Regions from separate parts of the Sus scrofa genome. Here region 2 is linked to region 1. A link is a contact called in public HiChIP or PLAC-seq data. All regions are on one chromosome and are shown on one strand. The core of a region is the stretch at or near the end of the contact, and the rest is flanking DNA. Distances in the headings are between cores, read along the strand shown. Region 1 overlaps LOC106510569. Region 2 overlaps ANTXR2 (anthrax toxin receptor 2).

What was found. HiChIP or PLAC-seq counts read pairs in DNA pulled down with a chosen protein or histone mark.
Region 2: an H3K27ac HiChIP or PLAC-seq map of alveolar macrophages shows a contact between it and region 1. The contact joins two enhancer-like sites. A contact is called at or near these places in 1 of 5 promoter capture datasets (skeletal muscle), 1 of 47 Hi-C or Micro-C datasets (embryonic fibroblasts) and 2 of 2 datasets of contacts at active chromatin or transcription factors (alveolar macrophages and skeletal muscle).

The regions. Positions count from the first base shown.
Region 1 is chr8:137,621,215-137,628,011 of Sscrofa11.1, forward strand. It overlaps LOC106510569, which reads right to left. Exons shown (of 2, transcript XM_013998646.2): 1 at 3,005-6,797; 2 at 211-2,493. The coding sequence starts at 3,527. The coding sequence ends at 2,399. Among named protein-coding and RNA genes, the nearest start is that of PRDM8, 13 kb to the left of the region's middle. Within about 2 kb of position 2,852, at least 32 of the 83 cell types and tissues checked have an H3K27ac peak or open chromatin away from gene starts, as enhancers often do. A contact at or near this core is called in alveolar macrophages, where this site is marked.
Region 2 is chr8:137,798,135-137,804,931 of Sscrofa11.1, forward strand. It overlaps ANTXR2 (anthrax toxin receptor 2), which reads left to right. Exons shown (of 17, transcript XM_003129371.6): 12 at 1,537-1,632. Among named protein-coding and RNA genes, the nearest start is that of ANTXR2, 73 kb to the left of the region's middle. Within about 2 kb of position 2,882, at least 33 of the 83 cell types and tissues checked have an H3K27ac peak or open chromatin away from gene starts, as enhancers often do. A contact at or near this core is called in alveolar macrophages, where this site is marked.

The DNA.
Region 1 (6,797 bases), core at 1,602-4,101:
CTCCTGCGGGCAGAGAACGCGGAGGCAGCTCGACAGTCTAAGGTACTTCATCAACTCTGGCTCTTCCTCTGCTCTCCTCTCAGACCCTGGCTAAAAAGTGTGTTAGCAGAAAAGAGAATAAAATGAAATAAAACCAGTTCCTCAGTGTTCCACCCCCCCTCCACGGGGGGGGGGGCACACACACAAATGCAACAACTGGTGAGAAGGAGCTGCAACTTGGAAAAGATTTATTTTTCCTGGCCATAAATCTCATCCCCTTGTTCCTCTGCCCAACGAAGCATGATAAAGTCCTTTTCCATAAAGTATTCAGTATTAGAGCCACAAAGCTCCCCCAATCAGTCGCCATCTGCTTCTACCATAACTGCTGCTCCCGAAGCAGGGAAAGCAGCAGCAGAGAAAGGGCAGCACTGTTAGGCTGCCGGACAAATGAGGAGACTGAATAGCTTTGGTTTTCCTTGTGTATCTGTATCTATAGAGACAGGAGAAGAAAGGCCGCATTATATTGATACAACAATTGTAAAACAAAACACGGAAGAGGCATCTAAAGGGCAATATCGCATGCATCGGGGTCTCCAGATAAAAGGGGAACTAACAGATTTATAGAAACCTTTAATTGGTTTTCAATTGAAAGCTAAAGAGGCTGGGGCGAAGCTGTGAAGAGTGGCAAAGTGCTCGCCTGCAGCCGTCTGGGAGGCGTGATCGATTTCGCGGGAGGGCGAAAAAAAGAATCCGGAACTCGCTGGGCGCAGGGCCAGGGGAGGGAACAGCTCCGCCGACGGAGCCGGCCTCTTGGGCCTGGGAGTTACCGATTGGACCACAGGAACAGAACCTCTCAATCTCTCTCTCTCTTTCTCTCTCCTTCCCTCCCGCCCACCCACCCTCCTTCAGACCAGGAGGCTAGAGAGGGAAGGAGAGGCTGCAAAAGTAAAGCCAACTTCCCATCCCGGGACGACACAGTCGCCAGCCTAGAAACCCCGAGCTTTAAACCAGTCGTCCGCCAGCAGGGAGGCCCCCGGGAGGGAAACAGGAGCCCCGCCCTCAACCGTGTGCCAGTCTGGTCCTCGCTCGTTTTCTAGACCCCAACAGAAAAAGCTAAAAATCACTGGCGCCGCCCCACTTAGCTCGGCGAGAAGTCTCCGCCCGAGCCCTCCGGGTTCTTAGGGCAGCTCTCCCCTCGCCGGCGCCGCGCCTTTGCTTAACCCCTTCCTGCCCCGCCAGCCTGGCGGCAGCCCCTCCAGCCCACGTGGACAGGGCCCACCCACCGTGCGGCCCAGACGTCCCTCCGTCGGTTCTTCAGACTAATTTATCGGCCCGACCCTCCATTATCTTTTTCGATTTCCTAATTAATCAAAGATAAAAGGCAATGGTGCAAATGACGATTACGAGGGAACTGGAAGACGGTTTTGAATAAAGTGGGAGAAGAGAAGCATGATTGATTGAGCGATGGAATAGTGGAGAGTGAAATCTCAAGTGCGAGGCACAGGCCTCAGGGGATGGAACCTTGACCCCTCGGCCTGCCCGAGCGCCGTCGCAAGGGGACAGCCCCAAAGGAGGTCACCTGGGGTCGAAGCCTTTGGAGGAAAAAGAACTGGGTTTCCTCTGGGCTCCGACCCCACTAGGCACTCGCCACCCAGCTCCCCTACCCCCCCACCCCCGCCCGCACGCCGCGGCCGCCCCGCGCGGTGTCAGGACTCGGGGCGGCTGAGCCCCCGCCACAGCAGGAGCGCCTTTTGACGGAAACGCACCCCATTGTTGCGTTACTGCCCCGCGCCGCGAGTCACCCATAGTTTTCTTTCTGTCTATTTCTCTGTCGAGGCCAACTCCTCCTGAAATTGCAGGCAAACAAATCTAGTAGGTCAGAGATTGCATTTGCTGGTGTAAGGGATTAATAGAGCCCGGTCTGAGGCTGCTTTCCAGAATTGCCTTCGGGATTAAAAGGCAGACACGGCAGGCACGGGCACACGTTTTGCATTCACTGGTGGCTGTGATTAATGTTTCCGAGGGGATTTGTACTGGGAGCTTACGGAACGTTGCTTTCGGGGGTCTAATGCCCGACGGCCGCGCGCAGGGACCGGCAGAGGGTCTGCGGACACGCGCCCGGAGCGCCGGGCGGGGTGGGGGATTAGAGGGGGCGTCAGATGTGCGCGGGAGGCCCGGCTCCGCGGCCTTTTAGCGCCTTCCTCCCTCTACCCCGACCCCAGCACGGCTGCTACGGAGGACCGCAGTGAGGACTGTCAGGGAGACGGACGTTAGGTCTTACAGGGTCTGTGTAAGGGAAAATGCTCTCGAAGTGTCCTGACTTGGGGGTAGAAGGGGTTCAGCACCAGGCCGCAGAACTTTATCCATCCGTCCAGTAAAGGGAATTCCGTGTCGAGCGGACGCGCTGCTCCCAAACGCATCACTCCCCCCAGGTTACCGAGTTGCCGGGCTCAGGCCTCGACCCCCTCGAAACGCCGTTCTCGGGATTGATGTCGGGGGCTCCCAGGGAGGCACCTGTGGAGAGGAGTCGGAGCCCTGGCACGAAATACATCCCCCTTCCCACCGCCCCAGGGGCGGACAAACCCTGACCGCGCGGGTAAAGGGGAAGGAGGGGGACGTTCTGGGGTGCGGGGGTCAGGCGAGGAGAAGTAGGGAAACCTGGCAATCGAGAGAAAAGCGAGGCGTTTGGGGAGCGAGGGAGCAGAGTTTAGGGAGAAGAGCGGAGAAAAAGCGAAGGGGCTGGTCGCGGCGGGTGGGCATTACCGCTCTCCGGCAGGAGGGGGCGCTTTTCCCGCCCGGACCAGCCTTCCCCTGGGCGGGGCGGGACGCCCCGGGGCCCCGGCTTCGGGGTGCTGGGCGCCCCCTCCTGGCGACTGCGTGGCGCTCCGGGCCCGCGCCCGCTGGGCCCGCGGCGGCCGCCTTGCCGGCAGGAAAGCCGAGAGACCCAGCGGCGCGGGGGTGCAGCGGCGGCGGCGCCAGCGCCAGGCAGGCCCCCCTCCCCGCGCGCTCCCCGCGGCCTCCTCACCTGGGGCCTCCAGGACTCCTGCCCCGCGGGCACGGCTTCTGCCCCGCGGGCACGGCTCCTGCGCGCCCCTCGGCGCCCGGCTTCCGCCCGGGTCCCAGCCGGCCGAGGGGCCCGCCCTCCTCGCCGAGCGGGTCGCGGGCTCCGCCGCAGCAGCTGGGAGGGAGGGAGCGACCGCCGGCTGCTGCCGGGCGGCGTCTGGGGGCCGCGAGCCGAGCGCGAGGAGCCGCCATCTGGAGCCTCGGCAGCGGGCGGGGGCGAGGGAAGGGGCCTGGCAGCTCCGCCCGCGGCGCGCTAGGGGCCGGGGGCCGGGCGTGGGAGCGGATGCTGGAGTCCGGGGGCTGGGGGGAGGCCTGCCCCTCTTAGGTCCCTTCAATTCCCGGGCTGTCCCCACGAGCAGGTCCAGCGAAAGAGCGGGGACCGGCGCGGCGGCTCCTCCTCCCACCTGCAGATGCCCCTGCGGGGGTGGCGTGGACCTAAACTCTGCCCGCGCGCGCACGCACGCCGCCCATCGCCCATCTCCCATCGGAAGTGGTTTTCTCTTCCCTTCCCGCCCGCCGTGCCCATCCCACGCCGGGAAAGAGTCCTCTCCACACGGCGTGGGCTTTTGGACCCCCCACGTTACTTCCGACAACCGCTTTAGCCAGAAAGCGGGACGGACACCATCTAGTCCCCTCGGACTGTGGAAAAGGAGGAGAATGGCGCGAGGGGGGCTCGTCCTCCCACTTTCGGGCTGGGAAGTGGAGGATAATTGGGGGGAGGGGGAGGAAAGGACGCGTCGTTTCTCCCCTTTACTTTTTTCATTTCATATGCGTCCAGCGTTTTTATAGCTTTAACTTAAAAAAGGAAAATTTCTCTTTCCTAAATTTGGATGGGGGCGGGGGCAAACTCCAGGAAGGGTGAGAGTGTAGGGGAGAGTCGAGGGAGCAGGTCCAGGAGCTCCAGCTTTCCTGCTTCTGGGCCATCTCTGAAGGCAAGGACCTCAGCCATAGGTTATAGCTCCACGTAGGGGGGACTGATTGGGTGTGTGGGTGGTGGCGGGAAGTCTGGGTGAGACAAAAAAGGCAAACCCACTCTCACCCCAAGGCATTAAAAGACAACCCCCCCCCCCCAGCTGTCTCTTGTCCGGCAGAATGGCATTATGTAAAAGATCTGGCATGTCACCCAGTGGCACATCTGGTAGGTGTAGATGGCATTCATTAGCACAGGGCTTCTACTCTGCAGCATGCCAAAGCCCTGACAGAGATGCCCGCTGCCAATCATTCATTCGCTGCCAATCCCAGAGCGCGGCCTGGCGGGATGGCTCCCTTCCACTCTGGCACAAGGACTGGAGGCAACAATGTGTTGCGATAGGAAGAGATGAAAGCGGAGCTGAGGATGAGAGGCACCCAACAGATGTATCCCGTGAGGAGATAACGGTGCGAGGAGTCATTTAGCAAGAAAGCATATGCAGGATCTCAGGAGGGGGCTGGGGCTTGGGCAGGGGTCTGCCTGCCTAGGCAGGAGCTGAGGGAGGGCCAGGGGAACCCCTTGAAAACCTCAAAGTTGAGTTGCTCCCCCCAAATCCCCAAGGTCAACCCCCTCCCACCTTGGGACCTTTTTGTCTCCCACCCTCCCTCTCTGTCTCCACCCCTGCCCCACCTTATGTGTACCTCTGTTTATCTGTCTCTGTAAAGAGGAACTCTCTTCCTGCCTCAAGGCTTTCCCATCACAGATGTAAAGAGTACCTTTCCGGCTGTTTCGGTTGCACCATCCTCTTTGCCTTGTAATTTGAGGAGGGTGGGAGGCTGTCAGGCTATCTTTACTGCACTTTGAAAGGTAAAAATTGCATATGTTAACGATGTGAATTAAAAAAAGTCTAGCTTTTCAGAGAGAATAGATATGAACAGAAGCAAGCAAGGGAATTATTAAAACATAAAATCTAGGATAGAAGTTGCCTCTGAAGTGTTCTTTTCCTTAAGCTGTGCGATTGCCTAGTCACAGGTTGTCAGTGTATTGTTTTTCTTTATGTCATGCACATATTTTATAAATATTCTTTCTGTCCATTGAGTATTTAGTAAAACAACAACAAAAGTCAAAGGTTAGAGGGCTTGCGGAACTCAGTGTTTAAGTCAAGCATAACAGCTCTTTACTGACATATAATGTATATGTATTATGTATAAAATTAAACTACTCTTTTTAGTATAAATATATAGAATGAAATACTTGGGGCATATGTACACTGGCTCATGGTCACAAAATGACTGCTGTAATTCCAGGCATCACACCTTTGTTCTTAAGCACGAAGAAAGGAATGAGACAAAGAAAGTAGTTCTTTTCTTTTATGTGAAGGAAATACTTTCACTTTTTATTAGCCAGACCTAGGTTACCTGGACCCGGATACCTACAAAGGAATCTGAGAGAATGAACTTTTAAAATGTAAAAAGGTAGAGATAGGGGCCTTGGGAATGGTTGTTGGGTTGCAGTCTGGGGTGTCTGGCCAAAACCTCAGGTTGAGCAACACAATGTGAGCACCAGGCAAGAGGAGATAGCAAGTTTTATCATGTTGTTTTAAGTAAAATCTTTTGTTTTCCTTAAAGTCGTTAAAACTTATCAGTCAGGGATACCACACTTGAATTTAGCAATTTCTTTGTGAATTTCATCAAATTCTATTTCAAAATAAGGGCTGAATCTTAATCAATATGTTCATAAGACAGCAGACATTAAGTCTGACATATCTAAATGAAATTAGTTTTGGGGAGAAAAGTATAAATAGAACTTGTTTATAAATTTAAATGAAACAAGAAAAATGGCTTTTGTTAGAAGGACTAGAGTTTTAAACCCAACTCTGTGACTCAGGCTAGATGTGTGACCTTGGGTAGTTTACTTGTTTAGGTCTCTGTCCTGATCTGCAACTAGGTTAGTAAAGCTAATAATGCCTTGCAGGACTACAGTAAAACTTAGAAATAACGGCAGGTTTTTAAATGTGGTCATTGTGAGGGACCCAGCAGGAATCAGAATTCAGTGCAAATAGATCATATGAAAAGACTACTTAGAAAGATGTGGGCCTTGTTATGGGAGCAAATGAGATGATGAAACATACAGAAACAGCACAACAAGAAGCTTTTAGCAGAGGAATTAGTGTTTCTAGAGCCCAGTAAGGACACTGGAACCTTACTTGGGGGAGGGGCTCAGTGAGAGTCGTGGGGACAGAGGTACTGCCAGAGAGGCCATAGTTTAGCAAGGAGGGAGCAGGGAAGAAAGCCCCCAGTCTTTCTCTTCTCACATCTTCTAGTTTCGCATGGCTGTCTTCCATTGGACAAACCCACCTGGAAACTAGCTGGCAGTGTACTGGAGCATGATGGTGAACCTGCGTAGGTCAGCTTTTGAGGACCCCGAGTCAGGCATTGAAGGCTGGAGAACAGATCTTGGGGAGACAAATGGAGAATAATCAGCACATGACTGTTATTATTTATCAATAAGATTGTCTGAGAGCAATCCCTATAAACACCTTTTTAAAGCACAAGTCCATCTGGAAGTGAAAACTCCACAGGTTTTGTAAAGAATCATCTCTCAGAGCCCTTTGGCCGAAAGTTTCTCCTAGCTCTCAGGAACGCTTTCCAGGCATCTTGGCAGACTTTGTTAGCCAAGACCTGGAAGAGTTTTCCAGCACGTCCTGTTGGTTTCCGCTGGGCATCCCCAGGTCTCTCATCATTTCGTGGCTTCCTGTGTCAAGATCAGTCTTGCTAGGCCTGGTTAGTCACTTGCTGACTGTTGCTTTCAAGGAAGCCAGCCGGGATTCAGCAAAAAGTGACTC
Region 2 (6,797 bases), core at 1,632-4,131, 180 kb after region 1:
ATTGTCTTCTGAAAAATAAATGAAGTAATCAAGGATTCTGGGCGATATTTTGGTGGTGTCTGTTTTGGTTCATTTGCAGCCTAACGTAGCTGTAGAAATAGCTTGTATGATTTTTCCCTCTTATATCCAGATGCAAAGTTAGAAATCAAAGCACCGCTGTAATTGTTCATGTATACTTGCTTCTTAATCTTTTCCTAAAAATTTCTGAAATTAATGAATGTTTTATACTCTATACTGCTCTGAGAATTATTTTAAAGTTATTTTTAGTAAATTTATTAAAACTGAAAGTAATTATAGCAGTTACAGCGGATAGCAATCAATGTCTTTGAAAACTGAGACGTTCCCATTGTGGCTCAGCGGGTTAAGAACCCAGCTAGTGTACATGAGGATGCAGTTTGGTCGCTCACCTCGCCCAGCGGATTAAGGATCGCCAGGAGCTGCAGTGTAGGTCAAAGACGTGGCTCGGATCTGCTGTGGCTGTGGCTGTGCCCATGCGCTTAGTAAACAGAGGGAGATACCAAGCGCGGTCTGCCTGGGTAGGGAAGTCGGACGTGGGCCCTGCCTTCCTAGAGCTCACAGTGAATGTGAAAAAGGCAAATGAGGTAAATAATGGCATCTCAGCATAAATAAATATGCGCAGACACCCATCAAGAGACCGTGATAAATGCTAAAGGTTAAAGAACAGAGAACCATGCCCTTATGGCGAAGAGGGGCATTTTCTAGCTGGAGGTACAAGGAAGGCTTCCCCAGGAAGGGACTTAAGCTAAGCCCTGTAGGATGAACAGGGAGCCGGTAGACGAAGAGGGTTGGGCCTTGGCAGCAGAGCCCAGAGCAGGGCAGAGTCTTTGGGCCGGAGGAGCTGGGCGTTAGGAGGTGAAAACCCCAGCGTGGTTCTCGTGTGGGTGGCACTCGAGCTGCCCTCAGAGATCTGACCTGTGAAGGTGTGAGGTTGCATTTACCCGGCCGCACACGTTCCACTTGCCGAGAACCGTTGTTGCTGCATCGTCACCTGCTTGGTGATTTTTGATATTCATCTTGTCCTGTCATTTGAACACACAAACAAATAGTGTTCCGTTTTCGCAAAGTCTGGGGAAGTGCTGCCTGGAGGTAATCATGCTTGTAACCAGAAGAATCCTCCCCAGAGACAGACAGGGCCGCAGGGACCATGCGAACAGCTCCAAATTGTGGTTTTGCTTGCCTTATGTTTCTTCAAGGCATAATTCAAAACACTTTGGAAGATTTCATATTTATTGTGGCCTGTCTTAACATAGTATATGTGAAATAAATGTAAGGGAATTTAATACAAATAAATTATAGTATATTTAATATATAAGTGTAATAAAAAGGAATATCATATAAATAGGATATAAGGTAATTTATACAATTTAAAGAATTTAAAGAAATGCAGTTGAAATCCGGTTTGACATTTTGTTGCTTTCTGTATTACTTTCTGCTGTTTCCTTAAAAAAAAAGTGTGTTTGGGATTTGATCCTTAACTTTGCTGACTGCCTTGCTTTTGTTTTCTGCTTCCTCTAGTCTAATGGGATTGCAGCCGTCATCGCTATTTTGGTGTTACTGCTACTCCTGGGTATCGGTTTGATGTGGTGGTTTTGGCCCCTTTGCTGCAAAGTGGTGAGTAAGAAAGACTTGCAGACCTACAACACTGAGGTATAAAGTCAGGCTGAAGTGTGAGTCAGTGCCACATTGTGCAACAGCAGAGTCTCAATTAGCAAAGTGAATTTTAACAATTTTTATCACTATAATAAAATTCCATTCATGCATTCCAGAGAATGTTTATTATGAACATTTATTCATCCAGAAGACACTTTGCAATCAGGTTTGGGGGAAGAAGGGGAGAAGAAGGTAGGAGAGGTTATGGGATGAAGGGTTTTCTGCTCCAGTGCAAAAGAACTTCACGTGAGTTGATGTGTTCTGCCGGATTAATTGAGAGAGGTTGGTAATCGGTCAGGGTTTTTTGGTTTTGATTTTTTTAGCGTTTATCGAATGTTTCGTTACCTCTTTGAAAGCTCTGCTATTTTAGGACCTTCTCTCTTTGCCTCTTGGAAAAAACATTTTTGAAATAAGTCACGTCAAGGAGAACAGACTTGTGCTTGCCACGAAGAGAGAGGGTGGGAAAGGGATGAAATGGGAGTTTGGGATTAGTGGATACAAACCGGTATATAAGGAGCATATCGACAGCAAGGTCCTCTTGCACAGCACAGGGAACTATAGTCAATATCCTGTGATAAAAGCACATTGGAAAAGAAGATGAAAGAGAATAAATGTATGAGAAACTGAGTCACTTTGCTGTACACGGGACGCTAACACAACACTGTAAATTAACTAGACTTCAATAAAAAAAGCAAGAAGTCTTGTGCAAATGTTAGGATATTTGTTAAACAGTCACTTTGATGTTATGACAGTTGGTTTTAGGTTGTGTCATTTTTCGACTGTGAGGAAGACCTGAAAGCATCCGGGTGTGTATAACCTTTTTGTTGCGACCGTAACAGACTGCCGCACATCTGGTAGCTTAGAGCCACACCAGTGTAAACTGCTACGTAATCGCCTCCAGCATGGGTCCCACTGGGCTAAATTCAGGTGTCGATAGGGCTGCATTCCTCTCTCCTGCTGTTGAGAGAATCTGCTCTCTCGCCTCCTCCATCTCCTAGAGGCCACCGCTGTTCCTTGCTGCACGGGCCCCTTCTCCTCCTTTGAAGCCGGCCAGCTTGCGTCTTTGCGACCATTTCTCTGTAATCACTGGTCCCTCTGACTCTGAACCCCTGGGAAAGGGACCACGTGATTAGGTTGGACGCATCTGAATAATCCAGGATAATCTCCCATCTCAGGATCCTAGCAAAGTCTCTGGCCCTTTAAGGCAATTTCGTCACAGTTCCAAGGAATTAGGGTGTGGACATGGTTACAGAACTGTGATTCTTCCTACCACAGGGTGGAAGGTTGAGTAATAAACATGAGCACATTTCAAGCAATGCAACTTGGACTGTCCAGACTTCATAGGAAAGGGAATCCCACCTTCTTTTGATAGCACGCCTTTTCTTCCCAGCACATTGTATGGAATGCTGTCACCTGTAGGTCACTAGTGTTTTACGTGACTGTGTTTTCTTCTCCTTACCTTTGTTCATTGATTTCGACTTTCTTGCAACTTCAGGCAGTGCTTTGTTTTACTCCTGCATTGCGTTTCAGTCTGCTTCCATGAGGCAACTTTGCAGTCCTTTATCTCAGAGCAGTTGGCCCAGGGAGGAGGCACAGAATTAACTGCGACACCAGTGGAGACAAGAAGTGTGCTATCTCTTTGCTGAACTAATCAGTTTCCTGCCGTAGCAATTTCTGCTCAGTTTCCTGTTGTAATCTTGATTATCTTAGGGTGATTTTTAGGCGAGCGAGCATTCTTGAGTCTCAAGTTAAAGAGCAAAAAGGCACCTTCATGTGATCCATGGTCCTTGTTTTTTTTTTTTTTTTTTTTTTTTTAATTTAAACTTCACCGTGGCAGATTTCCTTCTTGCATTATTTTGCAGTTTCATTTAATATTGATCAGAGGGCTCGAAAGTGTCAAAGCATTTTGATTTTTCACAAAGACACGTCCTGCTGTACAGCACAGGGACTGTACCTAGTCACCTGTGATGGAACGCGGGGGAGGGGAATGTGGCAGAAAGAGTGTGTATATACGTGTGACTGGATCTCCACGCCGGATGGCCGAAAGGGACAGCATGTCCTAAGTCAGCTATAGTTAAACAGTCAAAAAAATAAAAGGCGGCTGTGGAAGACTGCAGCGAGCTTCTCCGGGAGGCGCCGGACGCGCTCAGTGACGTCTCCACCCTCATGCTGGATGTTGCAGAAAAGGATTCGGTGGCCAGGCGGTGAGCGTAGAGCCCTCCCGTCCCTGTCCCTGCCGGTGGCGAATCAAATCAGGCGTGCTTCTTTGTGCGAGGCACCCTGGGGCAGCATGAAGGTGTATCTCCAGGAAGTCAGAAGGGCTTCCTCTTCTCAGAAACAGCATGTGCTTACTCATTTCTGGAGCGTTTACTTCCTAGAGAGAACCGTCTTTATTTTACACTTAGAAATAGACTGAAGAGCAGCCAGCCCTGAGAACGAGCTTGTCTTTAGGTCTAGGAATAAATGAACCCTAGCAAATGGTTCCTAAAGTAAGTTTAAAAACAGGGAGACGGGGAGTTCCTGTCGTGGAGCAGTGGTTAACCAACCCAACGAGGAACCATGAGATTGCGGGTTCAGTCCCTGGGCTTGCTCAGTGGGTTAAGGATCCAGCGTTGCTGTGAACTGTGGTGTAGGCCGGTGGCAACAGCTCCGATTAGACCCCCAGCCTGGGGACCTCCATATGCCGTGGGTGTAGCCCTGGAAAAGACAAAAAAGACAAACAAACAAAAATCCCCAAGAAACCCCAGGGAGATGGTAGAGGCGGCATTCTGCATTCAGCCCTTAGCACTGTCACATGTGCCAGAACTGTGCCAGGAGCTGGGGACACGGCAACGACGATTATATAATCATTACGTGATTAGCACGTTTTCCTGTGAAGCCCAGAACCGTGGGCGAAGTGTGGACGGAGGTTGAAGCTTATAAATGGAGGCGTGTGTCCCGGTAGCAAGATGTGTGAGGAGCACAAAGGAAGAGGGTTTTGCCAGAGTTAAGGGGTTGTTTCAGGGAAGTGGAGCCGGGCTGCTGACTCCCAACCGAGTTTTGAATGTAGTGAGACACCGCAGTTGAAGAGGGGCTGTCCCCTGAAGCGTGTGGACTGACATGAGTTACTCAGGCACGCTTCTGGAAGGGCCAGGCTGAGGCCTAGCGTGTCAGGGAAAGGGGGCCACTCCTGTGTCTTTGAGGACATTTGTACTCACCCCAGGGATGATAAGAAGCCACTGGAAAGATTTGATCAGTGTAATCCCCTAAAAGAAGTTTTGCTGGCTTGGTGTGGTGCTGGGTCTGGTCCTGGTGGGGGTTAAACCATCCAGCTGAGTTCCGTCAATAATTGAAACGCAAGGCCAGTGGCAGAGAGTGGGCCTTGGATGTGGCGGGGCGGGGGCGGGGGGCACCGCCTGGGGTGGGGAGTGGGTGCAGACTGCCCTCGGGCAAGAGGCTGCAGAGATGTATTATGCCAGACGAGGAACAGAGCCAGTGTTTTGTAGCAGCTGTAGGTGGAGTGCAGCCTTTAACATAAAGAGGACCCGGCCTGAGCTGTGTCGAGTGCGCACGGAAGCTCTGTGCGCCTGGGAGAGAGGAGGCGGCGGTTTGAAAACGGGGCGAGGAGACCTAACCTCGTGAACACAGAGCTCCCGAGGGCACCAGAGGGGGGTGGTTCAGCGGCAGGGGGTCCACTTCATTATGCTTAGAGACTGTATTTCTGCCCTGCTCACGTCAGAATGTGGTTCATGAAACAGTTCTTAGCAGCATTAACTTGTTTAGGAATCCCTTTGCTCTTTGCCTATTGTTACCAGTAATTCTGCTTTTTAAGGGGCAATGGAATGCATTCATCTCAGCTTTGCTCTTGGGCAAACTTCTTTTGCTTGTCTTTTAAGTCTTGGGGCCAGTATTTCACCTCCTACCTGAAATATGACTCAACAGCTTAAAGCGTCCGTTTTCGGGCACATTTGCATCATGTCAGCAGCCCCTCCTTGAGAATGGCATGCTCAGAAGGTCTTATCAAGGTAGAAATCCTGGAGGAAAAAAACCCCGAGCTGGAGGCGCCAATGTCTGTCACTCGTTCTTCATTCAGTCATTTCATATGTTTTTAAAGTATCTTGCGAAATAATTTAGCCATTCCTTGTTTAGAGATTAAAATTTCACCCACGTCTCATTAGTGGCTCAGAGATGACAGAGTGGCTTCTCTCTTGGGCGGTGGTTCTCCGTTTCTTTTCTGCTCCTCGTACCTGGACAGCCCTCAGGGCAGCAGCTGCCCGATTCCCACTCGCGGCGCTTCTCTCGAGGGGAGAGGATGGCTGGATGAGACACGCCCAGGCTGCCCGACAGACCCTCGAGAGGAGGTCTTAGCTCCTTGAAACCATGGATGGTATCTTTTATGGCAAAAAGGGCTTCACCAATACGATTAAACTAGGGCTCTTGAAATAGGGAGACGATCCAGGATGACGTAAGTGGGCCCCACAGGCCGGCACAAGTGTCCTTGTAAGAGGGAGGCAGAGGAGAGAAGACCCCCGGGCAGGGGAAGGCAGCGCAGTGGTGGAGGCGAAGATTGGCGTGATGCCGGCCGGTACCAGGCAGGGACGCCGGTCGCAACCAGAGGCTGGAAGGTGCAAGGAGCAGAGACACCCTGGGCACCTGTGAATGACAGGGTCTGCCAACAGCTGATTTTAGCTCTGTAGTTCTCAATTTGGACTCTTGGCACCCAGAACTTTAAAAAAAAAAAAAATTCGGTCGTTTTCAACTACTGAGTTTGTGGTAATTTGCGACACAGCAGCATTAAGAAACGAATAGATTCCCGAAATGATTCTGATACTCGCCAAGGTTTGGAATCACTGCTCAGGCTAATGATTTGGAGAAATCTCATGTGATGTGTTTTCAGATCAAGTCATTACATCAGTGTTTATGGAGTGAGTGCAAGAGGTTGTAAGATGGGAGATAATGAAATAGTCTTCAGAATATTTACAAAGCCTCCATGGCAGTTAAAATCCATGTGCATTCTTTAAAATTAGAATTACCATTCTGTTTCGTTTTGAGTAACTGTAAATATGCATAATGCTTTATAAACTGAGTAGAATTTATTGACTGCTTTCAGAGCAACAAGGCATTTTGTTGAAGAAACGGGTTTCTAA